3 separate regions of the Mus musculus genome follow, and all the other regions are linked to region 2. Evidence: chromatin contacts called from public HiChIP or PLAC-seq and promoter capture Hi-C data. All regions are on one chromosome and are shown on one strand. The core of a region is the stretch at or near the end of the contact, and the rest is flanking DNA. Distances in the headings are between cores, read along the strand shown.

Region 1 (2,751 bases), core at 204-2,703, 82 kb before region 2:
AAACACCTTCCTGCCTCTAAGGTTGAAGACCTGGGTGTATACATACACACACACACACACATACACACACTATGTAGTAATTCTTTTTTTTTTTTTAAAGCAAGGCTTAGGGCTGGAGAGATGGCTCAGTGGTTTAGAATGCTCACTGTTCTTTGAGAGGACCTGAGTTCAGTTCTCAGGGCCTGTGCCAGGCAGCTCAAAACTGAAACTCCAGCAGCAGGGGATCTGGTGACATCTTCTGGTCTCTAAAGGAATTGCACTCACAAACAATTCTTTTCCCTACCTCTCCCCCACCCCCTCGATTAAAAGTTATGAACGATAGTGTGAAATTGTAATCCCATCACCAGAGAGGCAGATACAGAAGGATGCCTGGGACTAGTTGGTCAGCCTAGCTTCAGGCCAGTGAGAGATACTATCTTTAAAAAAATAAAATAAAATAAAAATAATAATACATTTAATAGGGCAGCTCCACAGGACCAACATCTAGGGTTGCTCTCTGGCCTCTGTACATAAACACACACACACACACACACATACACACACACAGAGGCACACTCCCCCCACTCACGCACACACTCACTCAAAATTCTAAAACCAGATGCTAGTGGCTCATGACTTTAATCCTAGTACTCTGGAGCCAGAGACAAGCAGATCTCTATAAGTTCAAGACCAGCCTGGTAAACAGAACAAGTTCCAAGAAAGCCAGGGTTACACAGAAAAACCCTGTCTAGAAAAAACATAACGAACATAAGTAAAAAATCCTAATATCAAACCCTATCCATCAAGTAAATAAACCAGTTTAAACTGGGAATTTGTAAAAAAGGGAGGTTACAGATAGGACCATAGGACCCATGTCATTGCACCTAGTGGTCAGGAGGGGGCGACAGAGAGACACTCAGCAGAATCAGATTTAGCACATTAAGGTACAACTTAGCTCCTGCAAGTAGGGAAGTCTTTTCCTTTCAAATCTCAGCCAGGCTAGGCAAATGCTCTGTGACTTCGAGAAATTTCCTTCAACTCTCTTGAGTCTATGTTTCCTCCTGGGAGAAGGTAACCGATCCCAGAGTGGTGGCCCACTACTGTAACTTCAACGCTCTGGAAGCTGAGGCAGAAAGGCCACAAATTTGAGGCCAGTCTGGGATACATATCAGGACGCTGTCCCCAAAACGAGTGCGTTTGGAGGCCAGGGAGAGCCATGGGGGCTGTAGGGGGATTGGCTGACTTATATACTGGGTTCCTACCGAGGCTGGAGGTCTAGCCATACTTCCTGGACCCCAGAGGGACAGGAGCAGAAGCACCCAGCAGTGACATCAGCTTAGATAATCACTTGTGTCAGGGGTGGCAACTGGCTAGGGTCTGACTTTAGGCTATCATCAGCCAGGGTCCAAGAGGCCCATGTTTACAAACTAACTCAAGAGCTGGGGTGGAGGGCAGACAGGCTGAGCTAGGGTCAGTCCCAAAGAAGGGACTTTCTGGATCTCTCATTGGTGGAAAGGCAGCCCTCTGTGTTCACAAGTACTGCCTTGTCCCCAGCTTCCTTCCTGAGGAAGTACTCATTTCCCTCATGGTCTGACTGCCAGCTCTGGTCCAGCCTCTGGTCCCACCCAGGGCTCTCTCCACAGTGGGCACCAGGATCCTAGAGTCCACCCAGTTAGCTGCTGCAGCAGGTAAAAATGAGGCCAGGGGCTTCTTTTGTTTGTTTTGTTTACTTTTTTTTTTCAAGATGGGGTCTTGGGGGCTAAGGATATACTTGATTTGATAGGTTCTTGTCTAGAGTGCATAAAGCCCTGGTTCCAGCCCCAGTACCTCATAAACCAGGCTTGGTGAAATACACGAAATCTTAGCAAGCTTGATTTAGCCATGCCCCCAGCCCCTCACTGGGGGATTCTAGGCAGGGGCTCTACCACTGAGCCACACCCCCAGCCCCTCCCTGGGGGATTCTAGGCAGGGGCTCTACCACTGAGCCACGCCCCCAGCCCCTCACTGGGGGATTCTAGGCAGGGGCTCTACCACTGAGCCACGCCCCCAGCCCCTCACTGGGGGATTCTAGGCAGGGGCTCTACCACTGAGCCACTCACCAGCCTTTCACTGGGGATTCCAGAGGAGCTCTCTAGCTTTTGTTTTTTGAAACAATGTTTCTCTGTGTAGCGCCAGGCTGTCCTAGAATTCATTTTGTAGACAAGCAAACCTCAAATTCTGCCTCCCAGGTGGGCCACTATGCTCAGCTTTTTTTCTTTTGTTCATTTGAGATGGTCTCTCACTGACCTGGAGCTAACTTGCTGAATAGACCAGGCAGGCTGCTCAGTGAGCCCTAGCAATTTGCAAAGCTCCACCTCCTCCAAACAGGATTACAAACTGCACCACAAAGCACAGCTGTGTTTTCTCCCCCCCCCCCATCCCATCCACCCCTACACAGATTTTTTTAAATGTGGGTTCCTGGGATTAAACTCAGGTTCTCTTGTTTGCACAGCAAATACTTTATAGACTATGTTATCTTCCTAGCTCCCCAATGCCTCACATATTACCACCAAGCTCCCTGTACCCTATGACAACATTCAAATACATTTGCCATCAATTTTCCCCATTTCCTGAGTTAGCCAGGTCTCCCGGAGGTCATGGGACTGACTGGGTGAAGCCCGTGGTTCCAATGTTATCTCAACGGGGTCTCTGGGTCTTAAGACCAGGGATTCTGCAGCCTTTCTCCATCAACCGGAGGCAGACGCAAAGGGAGTTGCAGGAACAGCAGGGTAG
Region 2 (2,846 bases), core at 170-2,669:
CCTCCCAAGGCCAGAGGTCTTGGAGGGCCCCAACGGAGGAACAGGGAGCACTGACCACTGAGCTTCCAGGAGCAGCTCTGCAGTCTGAGCCGGAAGAGAAGCCCCTTGTGAATTCCCACTCCTCTAAAAACCTGCCGAAGACCAGCCTTCACGCCCCACATTCCAGATACACACTCCATCGCTGAGCCCGGCTCCTGAGTTCTTTCACTTCCCCAGGAAGGGGACCCAGGAACTGCCACCTCTAGTCTACTCCAGGGAGGCTGGGTCGCCAGACCCGATGCTGGTCTCCGCTAGTCTCCTGACAGAGCAGCCAAACTCTGAGAGCCACGGGTGTCCTCCCCCCCATCCCCCGTTTCCCTGGGGCTTAGAGGCCAGGAAAAAAGTCGCCCTCTCAGCCCCCTGACTGGCTGCAAAGCTGGGAGTCACACCGGTCGCGATCACTCCTAGAGACTCCGGATGGGGAGACTTTAAGCACCCTTTGGCCCCTCCCCCTCCTCTTCAAGAACTCAGAGACCACCCACAGCCGAGGCTCCCTCAAACTTGTTCCTTGGCACCCTCTGTGCCCCTTTTTTAGAGACCCTAAGTCTCTTTGACTCACCCCCAACCAACCAAAGAGGTCCGGCTCCCACCATGCAAGCCAGCCTCTTTACAGGATGACCCCCCCCCAAAAAAAAAAAAAAAAAACCGCCGCTCTGGGGCAGTGTTCGGACTCAGCTTGAGCGTTGGAGGACAGGAGAGGAAAAGGGGGAGGGGGAGGAAAGCTTCTTTCCGACGCCCCCTCCACCAACCTCCCCCGGCAGGGCAGCACCACTGACCTCATTCGCCCAACTGTATCCAGGCCTGCTGGGCTCCAGGCCAGTGGGGCGCTTCTCTCTCCACCTCCAGGGAATTCGAGGGTGAGAGGGGTGTCTGCTTTCCCCGATTCCAGCAGGTATCCGGAGGGAAGAAGCTGACCATCCCAACCCATCCCCCTCCAAACTCGAATTATAATCCCGATCACGTGCACACACACCCCAAAAGGCGGGCCTTAGAATTGAGACACCTGGAGGGGGAGGGGAAGGGACCTCCCATACACACAACACACTGAGGTTGGGGGGTGCAAAAATAAGGGCTCAAAACCAAAGCAAGCTCCAGAGCACCCCATCTCCATCATCCCTCATCCCATCCCCCACCCCCACCCCCGCCCCCAGTCAAACTTTCTCCTTTTTTTACCTTGCAGGATCCCCAAGCGCTCCGGGCGCCCCGGCCCGGGCCCGGTGGCCAGGACTCGGTAGATCCAGTCGCCTCTGGTTGCTGAGTTAATAATCCGGGAATGGGGGACAGGATCAGTAGAGGGAGGGAGGGAAGGAGGGCGGACGCGGTGCGGGCGGCCGGCCGGGGGCTGCGCGGGGCCCCCACCCCCGGCGCGGGCTGCGGCGGAGGGCGGGGCGCGGAGCGAGCGCGAAGCCGAGCCCGGGCTCTGGGAGGTTCTCTCTTTGTTCTGTAATCCCAGTAAGATTGCCAGCCATTCGCCCCGGCCCTAATCCCAGCCCCGCGCAACACCACCCTCCATTGGCTGTCATTTACATACGGGATTAGCCCGCACGGCCCGCCCCGTGCCACCGTGGGGGAGGACTCACAACCTCGGAGCCTCGAGACTCCCCCAGCCACGGATTAGAACCCCCTCCCCGGAGAGATCAGAATACATCAAGGTCACCCAGAGGACGCCCGGAGGATCCCTAGGTGGTTTGCCCTCCTGGTCACTCTTATGCCTGGAGTGTCCAAGGTCAGAAGGGAGGGACCCCAGGTTTTTCTCTTGGATGGCCTGGCCCAGGCCTTTTTATTTATTTATTTTTTATCTTGGAATCTCATAAAGCCCTGGTTGCAGTCAAACTGTTTTAGGGTCCTGAACACTCACGAACTGAAAAGTGAGGATAACCTTGAACAACCGATCGTCCTGGCTCTACCTCCAAGTGCTGGGATTATAGTTTATACCTGGGAAGACTCGAACCCAGAGCTTTCTGTATGTAAGGCAACCATTCTACTTATACAACTACACCCTAAAACCCTTATTGTTGTTGTTTTAGGATAGTTTCGCACACCCCACACTGGCCTCAAACTCTCTATGTAGTTGAAGATGACCTTGCACTTCTGACCCTCTACTTCCCAAATACTGGGATTACAGGTGAGCACAACCACACAGAGTGGTTTTGGGTCCCGAGTTTTATTTTACCATCCATCTGACCTCCTGTATACTACTAAATGGGGGAGGGGAACACTGGGGGACCCTCCCCCTCCAACCTCTCCAAAGCCATATGTCCCAAGTCAACCCAGCAGTTGGTTGGTAACCAGGTGGTCCCCTGAATCTTTGGCTAGGCCTTTGCTGGGATAGGCACAGCAGAGAGACATGTACCAGACAAGTCCCCAAACCACTCAGGGAGACTGTGCCTCAAATTCAGTAAGTAAAAGGTAAATAGATGCAGGACATGATAGAATGTGCTTGTAGTCTCAGCACTCAGGAGACGGAGACAGGAGGATTGGGAGTTCATGTCAGACTGAGCATCATAGAGAATTCTAGCCCAGTCTGAACTTAGAGAATCCCTGTAATATATATATATATATAATAAAGAGTTAGGCTTAGTGGCTTTCATCTATAATCCTAGGGCCTAGAAGTTTGAAGCAAGAGGATTTCTGAGAGTTTGAAGCCTGGCTGGCCCATATGATCCTGTCTCAAAAAGTGAAAACACTCAGTTTCACTAGGGATATAATTCAGTCAGTGTATAGAATGGTTGTCCAGCGTGCTTGCTTGAAGCCCTGGGTTTGACCTTCAGCCCCACATAAAACCAGATGATATGGCACAGTAACCG
Region 3 (2,899 bases), core at 12-2,511, 100 kb after region 2:
TGGTTGTTGGGAAGGAGTTCAATATCCGGGTATTGGAAGACAAGGGTACAGACGCCGGACCAATTGGCCGGGAGACAGACATAAGTTGAGTTTCCACAGAGGAAGAAAACACCAGAGGAGTTGAGGCAGAAGGAGTATGTTAAGGAGACAAGGTGGGAGAAGATATTTGGAGTGATACCGCCGTTTTTCTTAACAGTGGGTTCATATTCCCAGATTGAATATTGTCCAGAGAGGGCTGCCCCCATGAGGGGCTGGTACTGAAAGAGTGGATAGGGGTCTTTGTGTCCCTGGAGTTTAATCTTGAAGTATGTGGTGTCCACAGACAGGGTAATAGGGTGGCTCGAATTGTCCGGCTCGAATAGGGTGAGATTATAGCAGGTGCTAGCTGGGAAGGAAGGACAGGACCTCCAGGGGGTGGTGGGGTAGGTGTGGCAGTGGATGTCATCTATCGGGCAGGAGTAGTGAGGCATCCCTGAGTTCAGGGAAGGGGGTCCTGAAAAGCGTAAGGGGTTTCTCCATTTAGACCCTGGCATGGCCATTAATGGGGCGAATGCATAGCTGGAGGACAGATCTATGGATTGGTGGTTGGCAGAGGGGGAGAGCTGAAAGGTGTGATTGCAAAGAGAGGCAGGGAGTTTGCCCACGAAGGTGGCATGGTTTGAATTCTTGAAGAAGCGGGATATGCAGAGAGGGGCCTGGGAGGTGAGGATCGTCTGGGTGGAGAGTGAGCCCCATATGGGGCGCTGGGCAGATTCATAGACGTGGTCATCGGGGTATCTCACCGAGGTGATCCGAGAAAGTATGGGAAGTATGCCTGTCACGCTGGTGATCTGAAGGAAAGCAATGGCCCGCTGGTCAGGGTTGACAAAAGAGGAGTGGGGAGTCAATGGTTGGAAATTCTGGAGGCGCCTCTCAAGGTCGGTGATAGGGTATGGGCCGGAGAGGGTCCGGGCTGAGTACATGATTCGAAGTTTCATGGGTGTCTCTGTCCAAGTCCTTAGTGGGGCTGGCATGGCTAGAGAGCGCTGGGTTTGGATGGATAAGCAGACCCAGCAGTTGGAAGAGAAGGAAGAGTTAGCCTCCTGGAGGAGGTGTTGAGTGAGGTTTACCAGGGGCATCCAGCTGTCCGAGTAGGCAGAGGAACAAGGGAACAGGAGGAGACAGAAAACCCAAGGACGAACCATGGCTCTTCAGGAGTGGCCCACGGCAGTGGGAGGCACAGAGATGCTGTCCTGAGAGTTCCAAAGGCAAGGCTTCGCTCAGTCCAGGAGTGACGGAAAAGTCAGGGAGGCGCCCGGTTGTGCTTATGGAGGTTGGACCTAGGTGAGTAGAAACAAAGAGGGGGAGGGTCATCAGGGGCTAGTCTTAGTGTTAGGGTCTGCCCCACTTTTGAGCTTTGACTTAGCCAGCAGCAGATTCCCTTTAACTTGTCTTCTGTCGAGCCCCCTAGGTGTAGCCTTGGGCTACTTTGGTGGTTAGCTATGGCTGCCAGGGGTGAATAGCTACTGCTGCCAGAGGCAAGCTAATAGCCTGATTGAGTTTGTAGATTAATTTGCAATTATAGATGTCATTTTGTGAAGGGAGAGATCCCTTCTCTTGCTAAAGGCAGGCATGAGAGTGGAGGATGTGGTGTGTGTATTTGGAGTCAGTGTAGACACCAACCTTTCGGTACTGTAGTGTCAGGGTCCTGGTCAGAGCAATGGGCTCTGCCTGCTTTGTGGTGACGGGTTGCAGAATTTTCTCTGTCCAATCACATCAGGGCAGTGGCAGGCCTGTGATTGGACAGGAAAAGGGAGGCGGAGCTAAGAGTTTGGACAGAGAAAGGTCGTTGGAAGGGAGGAGGGAGAATGGAGTTACATTTAGATAACATTGGTGTTATCTAAAGGTTAGAATAATTGGGTTAAAGTTTTACCAACTGGCTCTGAAATTATTGTATTGGCATCTTGTAAAATGTGATATTATTACTACATAAATCTAATGGTTAACTCTAAGCTTAAGAGTCTTACTTAATCCTACCGGGTAATTAAGTGTTGAGATGGCTAACCAGGGGTGTTGTGTGAGTCAATGTGTGGAACCGCACCCAGTCCTAGAGATGACCCGGCGGGAGCGATAATCTGGCGTGGGAGAGTTGGCGGCGGCAGGAGTGAGGGAGCGTGGCCTGGCCTCACTGAGAGTTGGCGGGTTCTTTTTTTGATATTTCCCGCAACCGTGATGTGGTGCATGGGGGTGTGAGAGGTGTTGAAACTCTAAGGACAATTGGCATAACCTGTGACAATTGGCATAGCCTTAAAAAGCCCTTATGGATATACCAATTAGAGGGTGTCAGCAATAGGAACGTCTGCCAAGTGACTATAAGAATGTAGTGAGAAATCAGGGGGATCAGAGAGTGGGGGTCCCCTGTGAGGCTAAAGTCTGTAGGAAGGAAAGTGGATGGATTAAGAATTTTAGAGCTGCCTCCAAACGATGACACCATTGCATACACTAGTAAGCGTTTGCTGAAAGGACCCTGATATAGCTGTCTCTTGTGAGACTAGGCCAGGGCCTAGCAAACACAGAAGTGGATGCTCACAGTCAGCTATTGGATGGATCACAGGGCCCCCAATGGAGGAGCTAGAGAAAGTACCCAAGGAGCTGAAGGGATCTGCAACCCTGTAGGTGCAACAACATTATGAACTAACCAGTACCCTGGAGCTCTTGACTCTAGCTGCATATGTATCAAAAGATGGCCTAGTCGGCTATCACTGGAAAGAGAGACCCATTGGACATGCAAACTTTATATGCCCCAGTACAGGGGAACGCCAGGGCCAAAAAGTAGGAATGGGTGGGTAGGGGAGTGGGGGGGAGGGTATGGGGGACTTTTGGGATAGCATTGGAAATGTAATTGAGGAAAATATGTAAT

What was found. HiChIP or PLAC-seq counts read pairs in DNA pulled down with a chosen protein or histone mark. Capture Hi-C pulls out chosen DNA fragments and counts their contacts.
Region 1: a contact with region 2 is called in an H3K4me3 HiChIP or PLAC-seq map of bone marrow-derived macrophages, with 5 times the contacts expected there. The contact joins the enhancer-like site here to the promoter of Gtf2ird1 in region 2. A contact is called at or near these places in 13 of 39 promoter capture datasets (the C10 cell line, the HPC-7 cell line, HPC-7-derived erythroid cells and 7 more), 3 of 15 datasets of contacts at CTCF or cohesin (the NIH/3T3 cell line, large pre-B cells and thymocytes), 42 of 484 Hi-C or Micro-C datasets (8-cell embryo, the AML12 cell line, B cells and 26 more), 42 of 115 datasets of contacts at active chromatin or transcription factors (the 230-238 cell line, the HPC-7 cell line, T-cell acute lymphoblastic leukemia and 25 more) and 5 of 9 other capture datasets (adipose tissue, embryonic tail, liver and 2 more).
Region 3: a promoter capture Hi-C map of pancreatic islet shows a contact between it and region 2. The contact joins the promoter of Syna here to the promoter of Gtf2ird1 in region 2. A contact is called at or near these places in 4 of 115 datasets of contacts at active chromatin or transcription factors (embryonic stem cells, memory CD8 T cells and pancreatic cancer cells) and 3 of 9 other capture datasets (adipose tissue, liver and pancreatic islet).

Annotation. Positions count from the first base shown.
Region 1 is chr5:134,373,233-134,375,983 of GRCm38.p6, forward strand. The region is part of intron 22 of Gtf2ird1 (general transcription factor II I repeat domain-containing 1); the gene reads right to left. Among named protein-coding and RNA genes, the nearest start is that of Gm46925, 26 kb to the left of the region's middle. Within about 2 kb of position 1,454, at least 60 of the 459 cell types and tissues checked have an H3K27ac peak or open chromatin away from gene starts, as enhancers often do. A contact at or near this core is called in CD8 T cells, the HPC-7 cell line, adipose tissue and 9 more, where this site is marked.
Region 2 is chr5:134,455,297-134,458,142 of GRCm38.p6, forward strand. It overlaps Gtf2ird1 (general transcription factor II I repeat domain-containing 1), which reads right to left and starts at 1,420. Exons shown (of 30, transcript NM_001081464.2): 1 at 1,213-1,420.
Region 3 is chr5:134,558,910-134,561,808 of GRCm38.p6, forward strand. Syna (syncytin a) reads right to left here and starts at 1,262. Exons shown (of 1, transcript NM_001013751.2): 1 at 1-1,262. The coding sequence starts at 1,184.